Linked DNA regions of Danio rerio: region 1 is linked to region 2. A link is a contact called in public Hi-C data. All regions are on one chromosome and are shown on one strand. The core of a region is the stretch at or near the end of the contact, and the rest is flanking DNA. Distances in the headings are between cores, read along the strand shown. Region 1 holds the start of tmem81 (transmembrane protein 81). Region 2 overlaps prex1 (phosphatidylinositol-3,4,5-trisphosphate-dependent Rac exchange factor 1).

Region 1 (4,943 bases), core at 1,779-4,278, 52 kb after region 2:
AATGCGCTATATGCAGAAGAACTTTTAATTTTGCAGTAACCTGGGTCAAACGCTTCCGGTAAACTGTATGTTGTTACAAAATTGGCGCATTTTTTCTTTAAAAATCAATGATCTTAACTGCCTAATTAATATGCAATACAAAATGGGTCTTAGAATGTACAAGAAGTACTGCATTAAATTAAATTTTTCCACACCATGTCTTTAAAATATGAAAATTTATTTTACCCCAGCAATTTCAATGAAGTTTCTGCGCTAGCCTGCTGATCCTTACGAGTATGTGCGTGTGAACGGATTTTCATCTTGTTTTACACATGAACAACTAAATAAATGCTTAAGTCTATTTAATTGATTATATTTTAATAATATTACAACATCGATGCTTTAAAAGGAACCATATAAAATTGAAAAAGTCACATTAACCGTTCACCGGAAGTTTATCAGTATGAGAAGAAACAGCAGCTGTGCATATACCCTATTTAAAAACAGCATTCACAAAAAATGTCCACGTGTCTGTGAATGAGGGAGTGTATCGGTGTTTCCCAGCACTGTGCTGGGTTGCAGCTAGAAGCACATCTGCTGTGTAAAACATGTGAGAAAGTAGTTGGCGGTTCATTCCGCTATAGAGACCCCTGATAATTCAGGGACTAAGCTGAAGGATAATAAATGATAAATGTCCAACTTGACTGAAGCAGAGTCAGTGAGTTTCAGGTTCTGCATGAACACATGCACAGATTCCATTAAATCACTGGCAGTGTGAATGAGCCAAAATCAAATGATCTTGGGTATTAACAGTGTATTTGTCGGAATCATTGTGATAAAGGCTTTAGAAAAGGAGTATTATTTAACATAGTCCAGGACTCCCTATCCCTGCCATGTTTAGTAATGTTTTTTCCATAACAGAAAATACAGCATTAGAGTCAAGTCAGAAAAGCAGAATTAGCTGTATAATATACTGAATGTCATTATTTGGTCATTTTTGGATGAATAAATCAAAATCAGTGCAACCAACTGAATTATGATATTGACTATTATCTTTCATTTTCAAACCACAAGAGATTATTTAATAAAAAATGAGATTTGTATGTTCTGCTTTAGTCTATTTATAACTTTATGAAGATTCAAAACTTTGAAACAGTTGTTCAAAGACCATCTCAAACGGGCACAATGATTTCAGTAAATAAACATTTTTAATGATTTTATGGGAGAATTATGGTTCTTCCTTACAGGGGATCTGTGAGAGCCTTTACTGATCATACTCTGATCGCCAAACCATTGAACATGTCTTTACCTCTCAAATTAGTTTTATTAATTTGCATGTTGTAATGAGGCACTTGTTAAATTAAAGCAAACATTTGAAGTTATATTCACTTGGTGAATTAAAAATTTATTTTAAAAATTATACTATGCAGAGATTTAATACGTATTGATATAAGATGATTAGGGGCAGCAGCCGCAGCACGATGGCGCAAGTCCAAAAACATGTGGTACAGGTGAATTGGGTAAGCTAAATCGTCCGTAGTGTATGTGTGTGAATGAGAGTGTATGGATATTTACCAGTGATGGGTTGCAGCTGGAAGGGCATCCGTTGCAAAAAACATATGCTGGATAAGTTGGCGGTTCATTCTGCTGTGGTGATCCCAGATTAATAAAGAGACTAAGCCAAAAAGAAAATGAATGAATATAAGATGATTAATTATTCTGATAGATTAAACTTTAAATATATAGTTTACAATAAAGCTGTTTTGAAATCCATGTTTGTCCTGAGATTTTGTTTTAAATGGTATTGACCTGTAGGTACCACCAGCAACTTCAAAGCAGTTTAGTAGGAGGAAAAACGTTCCTCCCATAGGCTATATTAAATAGCCAGACAAACGACCAGCTCTGGTGTTGAGCCAAAGAAATTTACCCTACTGAACACACTTCATGCATCCAGGCTAACAGGTGTCTAAACTACTACACTGGATACAAATATGTTGAAATAACTGTGAATATAAAACTAATATGAATATAAAACTGTAGATGAAAAGTAGTCAGATCACCTACCGTCAAAATTACAATGGTAGTGACGCAAATGACATGATCATTGCAGTCAGCTTCCACTGTTTATTTTAATCATTAAAGCCATTAGAACTTCATTTTGTTAAAATAAGTCTTAACAGTCTAAATCTGTCATTTTAAAACACATGGGGTATTCTGGTAAATATACATAGGCTATTAATATTAATTACCAGAACTATCATTTTTGTTTCTGTGTCCACACAGAAGTCACTTTAGTTAACAAGAAAGGGAGTAAATGGTGACAGAAATGGTTGAACTGTCTCTGTAAATGTTAGTTTGTTTGTTCTGATGTACAGAAGGTTGTCGAGGCTTTGTTCATACCGTGTGTGCCCTTGAGGTGATGCATCCTCAGCATGACAATCAGCCATCAGTGCCTGTCCACATCCTGTTTACACCATCACAAAAGACTAGAGTCAAGTTCTCATCGCTCTCACACTAAAATATTTGGCCACTAAACCACCAGACTCCACCAAATGAATGGACAAAAACGTAAAGGTTAGGAATGAGTCTTTGGCCTGGTTTGAATCACTTTACCCCACAGGAGTCGTTCAGCTCCAAGCATTTCATAGCTGTGCGACATTTGAGAGGTGTCAATAACCGCTGGTCCTGCTTTACTTGGCTGCCCACACTAACTAAACATACTAGAGAAGTCTAAAGTTGTCATTGTTTGCTTTGGTGTGACTTAAATATTACTTTTTACCGAAAACTTAAACAAATATAGGTGACAAACATGTAAATACAATCAATAAATTTGTTACTTCAACCAAACCGGTAGCGTAATCACTCTGTCAAATGTTCTGTGACCGACCGCCATCTTGTGGCGGCAAAAGGCAACATAACAAAAACTCTGACTTTTTGTCCGTCTGAGATTATAACTCACTTAAAATATATATTTTAAACAAATAATATATGTTTTAATTAATAATTATAGCTTAATTTCCTCACCTCTATTATTTTAAACGACCTGACCAGATCAATCGATGAACGTACACACGTGACGTTTTTTTTTCACAGATGATGTTTTGAAGGAAATCAGAATCGACAGTTGACGGTTGACAAGTATCAAATGAGGTAATAATATCCACATTTTCTTTTTTCTGATTGATAAATTATTCAATATAACAAATATTTTTAATCTTATAGTCCTAATAATAAGTGCGATAAAACAGTTTGGAGCATAATTATGGAACAAACATTTGTTTTTTAAATTTGTTTGCTTAAAATTTAACTTTACTGTATACTAAAGATTATTAAAAGACGAAAAAGGAATTTAATATTTAATTAAATATTAATTTAAATCTGCTGAAAGGATACATGTTGAACAAGATATTTAACAGTAACGTCATACATGCTATTTCAGAACCCTGACTTGCCATGAAGATATCTGAAGATATACACCAAGTTAACTTACCAGTCAAAAGTTTGGGGTCAGTTTTTTTCATGTTTTTTTTTTTTTTTTAGTTATTCTGTTAATCAGGGAGGCATTTATGTAAAGAAATGTTAAATTGTTAAATATTTATAAAAATATAAATAACTGCTTTCTTATTGTATGTAGTTTTAAATGAAATTATTACTCTTGTCATTATTGCTTTTATTACTAATACCATTAATAATAATAATAGTTATAATGATATTAATTAATATTAGAGTGATTTCTGAAGGATCATGTGACTCTGAAGACTTAGTAATGAAGCTGAAAATTCATCTTTAAAACTCCTGTAATAAATGAATAAATGAAATGATAAACTACTTTGAACAGTTATTTTATAGTGCAATCACATTTCACAGTTTTACAATTTGTATTGTATTTTTGATTAAATAAATGCAGCCTTGGTCAGCAGGATAAGCTTATTTTAAAACATATAAAAATTATACTGACCACACACTTTTGACCGGTATTGTATATGGAATGATTTTGAGATTATAGGAGCTGAAAACAACACATAAAGCATAAGCATAAAACTGTTATTGAAGGTTTACATTGCAAATCAGATTAGAAGCACTTGTTTGGCATCTCATATAATAGAGCCACTAAAAATAAATAAATATACGTAAATAAATGTAATTATTTGCTGTGAACATTCTGTGTGGGCCTATAACTAATACTATATTTGTTTGTATTGTAAATTTTTCACATTTCTCAATATTTCCATTTTCTAAGGCAAAAACTAATTTAAAATATGAATACTTAAATTTTAAAACAAATAATTAGATAAAAAGCAAACAATTACATTTTCTTGCAAACGGTTAATTTTAAATAAAAATATGATAAATAATTTATTAAAAGACACTGTCATACTGAAAATCTACTGACAGCTTGGCTAGACTATTGCTCCTCTTCTGTGTCACAGTAATGGCTCTCTCCACACTTTGGCTGGTCTTAATGCTCTGGACGTCGCTGTTCTCCGACAGTCAGTGTAGCACTTTAAGCCAAGCTGAACTGCAAGAACTGGAGCAGATCCACACCTGGGTTGTCTCACGTAGCTTCCCCTGCAGTGTTACCTGTGGACTCGGCCTCCTAACTCAAGAACTCTGTCCTATTGGAGTGACCAGAAACATCTCCACAAGTTCCTGCAAGCTGAGGACCATAAGCTGCCTGGACTCCTGGCAGTGTGGCCTAAAGACCCAAACCGCTACTGTTGGTCGGCGACTGGTGCTCGATTGCTTGGAGGAGGTGATGGAAGCCATGGGTCGCTTTTCCTTTGTAGTGTCTTGGCGCTTTGCATTTGCCATCATCACCACCGATGATTCCTTATTCACCCGTTATGAAGCCCTTAGCCTGGACAAGGTGGTGCTAGACCCTCTCAGAGAGGAGGACTCTGGGACGTATCGCTGTGATGTACTGGACACCGGTAAACGAAGAGTGAAGAGGATGTACAAAGGCG
Region 2 (4,252 bases), core at 145-2,644:
AATATACCAAACTGTATTAAATTATTTGCCATAGTAACTTTACTAATTTAATAATATTTAAAAAAATAAATAGAAAAAAAATATTTAATCATATTAATAATAATTACTTTTTTTTTTACAATACTGTACTTATAATACAATAAAACCATAAACAATCTCATTAACACAATGGAGTTCCATGCTTTTTTTAAATTCGCAAAATAACCTTTTTTACTCGATAGTGAAATGTCCTATAAGTGTGATTTTAGTAACGTGCCACACACATATACTCTATTTGTCGACATCTAAAATGTGCTTAAGGATTTCATGGCTCTAAAAAATCCAATTAATTCACAATATTTAATCAAAACTTTTTATTTCACTTTGCTTTTTTTTGTAGTTGTTCAATTAAACAAAAATGTTAATTTAGTGACTATCTCTGTTGAAGGCATTTGCCCCAACCTTACCCATTCTTCTCTCTCTCGTCTCAGATGAGATCATGGGCCAAATCAAATGTTACTATGGGCCACGTTTGGCCTGCAGGCCCTAGTTTGGGCATCGCTGATCTAAATAGATTTATATGCATTTTTTGAGTAGAAAAGAGGCTTTTGTGCTCTGTTGAAGACTTAGTTTAACACAAAATGAAATTTCACACACAATTCACTCAAGTAATTACTGTCTTTTTTTCTGTTGAACACAAGAGAAGATATTTTAAAGAATGTTGGAAAACTATAGCCACTGATATACATAGTAGTAAATACTATGGAAGTCAGTGGCTACAGTTTTCCAACATTCATCAAAATATCTTCTTTTGTGTTTAACAGATGAATGAGACAGACTTGGAGTCACTTGAAGTTAAATAAACAATCAGAGAATTTTTTATTTTTGGGTGAACTACTGTATCGATTTGACATCCCTTAACTATTAAACTCAAATGCTAAGGGGACGAGTGACAAGGAGAAAGAGTTTCAGGTAGTGAAACTGCCAAAGAAGCATAGAGACGCAGTCACTCTGCCACACTTTATTCGAAACAACACAGGAAGTGAAATCGAAGTGCATAGGTTACATCTAAAGGCCACACCTCCTCTACAAGCCACAAAAGCTACAGTACATGGATACAGGAAGTTGAGAGAAAAAAAAAGAAAGAAATGCAGCTCATCTTTATTCACTTTAACATTGAGCAGTTTAAATCTCCGATAAAACATGGGATAAAAAGAATCTGCACAAGGTTCCCATACGAAAGTTTGCAGGGGACGTCATTCAACTGCTATTTTAAATCATCAAAATGTGGAGTATGTAGTGACCAAATATGTATAAACAAATAAAAACTTGATTAATCATAAGAGCTCTGCACACATGTGGTGAAGTGCTTTTAAACAGCTTATACTCTTAATATGGTCCAACATTTTGTTTTGTTTTTTAGGAAAAATAATTATTGCAATAAAAATGATAAATTATGTAGTAAAGTAAAATGAACAGCTGTGTATTCCAAAATGTGTTAACTTGCTCGGAAACTTCCTCACACCCTCTGACATGCTAACCAGAGCCTAAAGAGAAATTTGATAATTTTAACATCGATATTGATAATAATTAATAGTATAATGTGTCTCTCTTTGCAGGACAAGAGCTTGGGTGGCATCTTGGATGGCACACTTTCTTTTGAAGGTCATATTCATAATTTCACACAGACTTCATATTTATTACTGCATAATTATTACTTGTCCTTCTCTCAGAACTAATAATACTGCAATTTTCATCCATGCACTATTCACTTCACGTAATGACTACTGCAGTGCTCTTCCTTCTAAACTTCTCCATAAACTCAAACTGGTTCAGAACTCTGCAGCTTCTGTCATTTCTAGGATTTCATTTCACAATTTCACAAACAAGCCACACCACATATTATCAGCTTCACAGACTTCTAAAAAGTATCCCATCAATTTTAAAATATTTCTCTCTTTTAAGGCACTTCACAATCTTGCTCCTCAACATCTCACCAAACTTCTCCAAATCTATACCCCTTCTCACACTCTTAGATCATCTAACTCTATCTCTCTGGAACCACCCTGTACTCGATTAAGCCAGATCTTTCAGCTCTTTGGCTCCTCAGCTATGGAAATTGCTTCCATTGGATTTAAGGAGCAGTGTAGGATTTAAGCAATAGTCTTCACACTTTTAAATCCTGCCTTAAGACCCAAATTGTTAAGCAGGCTGTCTTATGATTTTTTTATTATGTTATTTTATATTTAAGATGTTTTTGTATTTGCATCTCTTTTCATGTATTTGAAAATTATGATTGGCAACATTTTATTAATTGTTTTTGGTATGTTTGCTGATGTTCATTGTAAGGCGATCTTGGGTGTCCAGAAAGACGCCATTCATAAACAAAATTAATTATTATTTAACTATAGACAAGTTATTATTAATTCTAACTTAATTCATTGAAAAAAAGTAATATATTTTTTAAATATCCTGTTTTGATTAGACATTTTAAATACATATTTTTTGTAAATAAAAGAGTAAAGTAAAACTATTCTATTATTACATATTATTTTATGTTATTTGATTATTTATAATGACAAAACAACCACAAAACTTTATTAATGAATAAAACAAAACAACACAAAACAACATAACACAAAACAAAACAACCAAAACACAACAAAAACAACAATACACAATGCACAATAAAACAAAAACAAAACAACACACAAAACATGCTACAAAACAAAAACACACAAAACAAAAAACAAAACACACAGAAAAAAAGCAAAACCACACAAAACAAAACAAAAACACACAAAAACAACAACAACAAAAAACAAAGCAAAACAACAAAACACACAAAACTAAAAACAAAACACAAAACAAAAACAACAAAACACAAAACAAAACAAACAAAACAAAACAACAAAAACACACACAAAGCAAAACAACAAAACACACAAAACAAAAACAACAACACACAAAAAAATACAAAACAAAAACAACAACACACACAAAACAAAAAAATAATCTGCCTGAGCTGGGTCTACTAAAAGGTCCAAAATAGCAGTTCATCTGGATCAAATCAGGGCTGAAGTATCAGTTTATTAAAGATGCATGTGGTGAAGGTAGAATGTCATTTATCTGAGCTCCACAGGAACAGTCTGTGTAACCTTGATGAGGACGCTGTGGATCCTGACGGCTGAGTCTGCTCGAGGTGTTCCGACAAACCAGGAAAACTATACTGGAATTCTAAGGGCAACGTGTGTTTGGAAAACTGTTTGTGTTTGTTTTCCTCTTCACAAAACATCACAATTTCCTGCTCTCTGATTCCTCTCCCTTTTCCCCTAGAATTTGCATGCTGTTTGTAGGAGTTTGTGTATTCACAGAGGATCTGGCATTTGCATTAGTGTCTGTGTCACTACTCTGGTTTGGGCCCTCGGGGCTCCAGACCTCAGCACCTGTAATGAGAGAGTTTGGCAGCATCGCACACCCTCATCCATGAACAAGGAGAACATCTGTCCTAGCATATGCTTTATTGCGCCGTTCATCCAAACACACACACACACACACACACACACACACACACACACACACACACAGTCAGTACAATTAGGGGAAATTCACTGCAGTTTGAGGTTAAAACCTCAGAATGTTTCAGTGAACTTGGTTGAAGGTCAAGAACATATGCCAAATCCAAAACATCCTTTGAGAACTGTGGAGAGAGTTAAACCGCTGGATTTAATTTATATGACTCTAAAAAATATAAAGACTACTACTGACAGCCATCAGTGAGGTATAATTAATCAAATCACTGATTGCTGTCATTACCATTATAACCATTTAAAAGTTATTCAGTGTTTGTACTGTTACCCATGGAAGTTTATAGACTTAATGGCCAAAGAAGGAAAAAGGAGCCTCAAAGTCACAGCTCTATTGCATCATCACCATGACCACTGTACATTTGAAGGTGTTTATCAGTTAAATCGAACTTTTCTAGAACATTTGTGTCTAAGTAAACATTTCAAACACTTGAAACAAACTTCATTTTGAGCGGTTTGAAGTGGTATCACCTCAGTACATTATTGGATTTCACCTGAAGCACCCTGGGGCTATTAGGACCAAAAAAAAAAAAAAAACTGTATGTGGAGAGTACTGAGCTGATAACAATACTTGTAATTTATTGTACACAACAAAGCAATTATTTTGAAAATTCACAAATGAAATCAGTTATTAAGGAATCTATCTATCTATCTATCTATCTATCTATCTATCTATCTATCTATCT

What was found. Hi-C and Micro-C count contacts between places; a contact is called where the count stands out from the background.
Region 1: a Hi-C map of embryo shows a contact between it and region 2, with 1.6 times the contacts expected there. The contact joins the promoter of tmem81 here to the enhancer-like site in region 2. A contact is called at or near these places in 2 of 18 Hi-C or Micro-C datasets (embryo and hematopoietic stem cells).

The regions. Positions count from the first base shown.
Region 1 is chr8:27,464,432-27,469,374 of GRCz12tu, forward strand. It overlaps tmem81 (transmembrane protein 81), which reads left to right and starts at 3,029. Exons shown (of 2, transcript XM_009304032.3): 1 at 3,029-3,129; 2 at 4,410-4,943. The coding sequence starts at 4,412. prex1 (phosphatidylinositol-3,4,5-trisphosphate-dependent Rac exchange factor 1) reads right to left here. Exons shown (of 42, transcript XM_073910421.1): 2 at 2,380-2,443; 3 at 1,555-1,654. The coding sequence starts at 2,426.
Region 2 is chr8:27,414,122-27,418,373 of GRCz12tu, forward strand. All of the region lies in intron 5 of prex1 (phosphatidylinositol-3,4,5-trisphosphate-dependent Rac exchange factor 1), which reads right to left. Among named protein-coding and RNA genes, the nearest start is that of tmem81, 51 kb to the right of the region's middle. Within about 2 kb of position 1,395, at least 11 of the 62 cell types and tissues checked have an H3K27ac peak or open chromatin away from gene starts, as enhancers often do.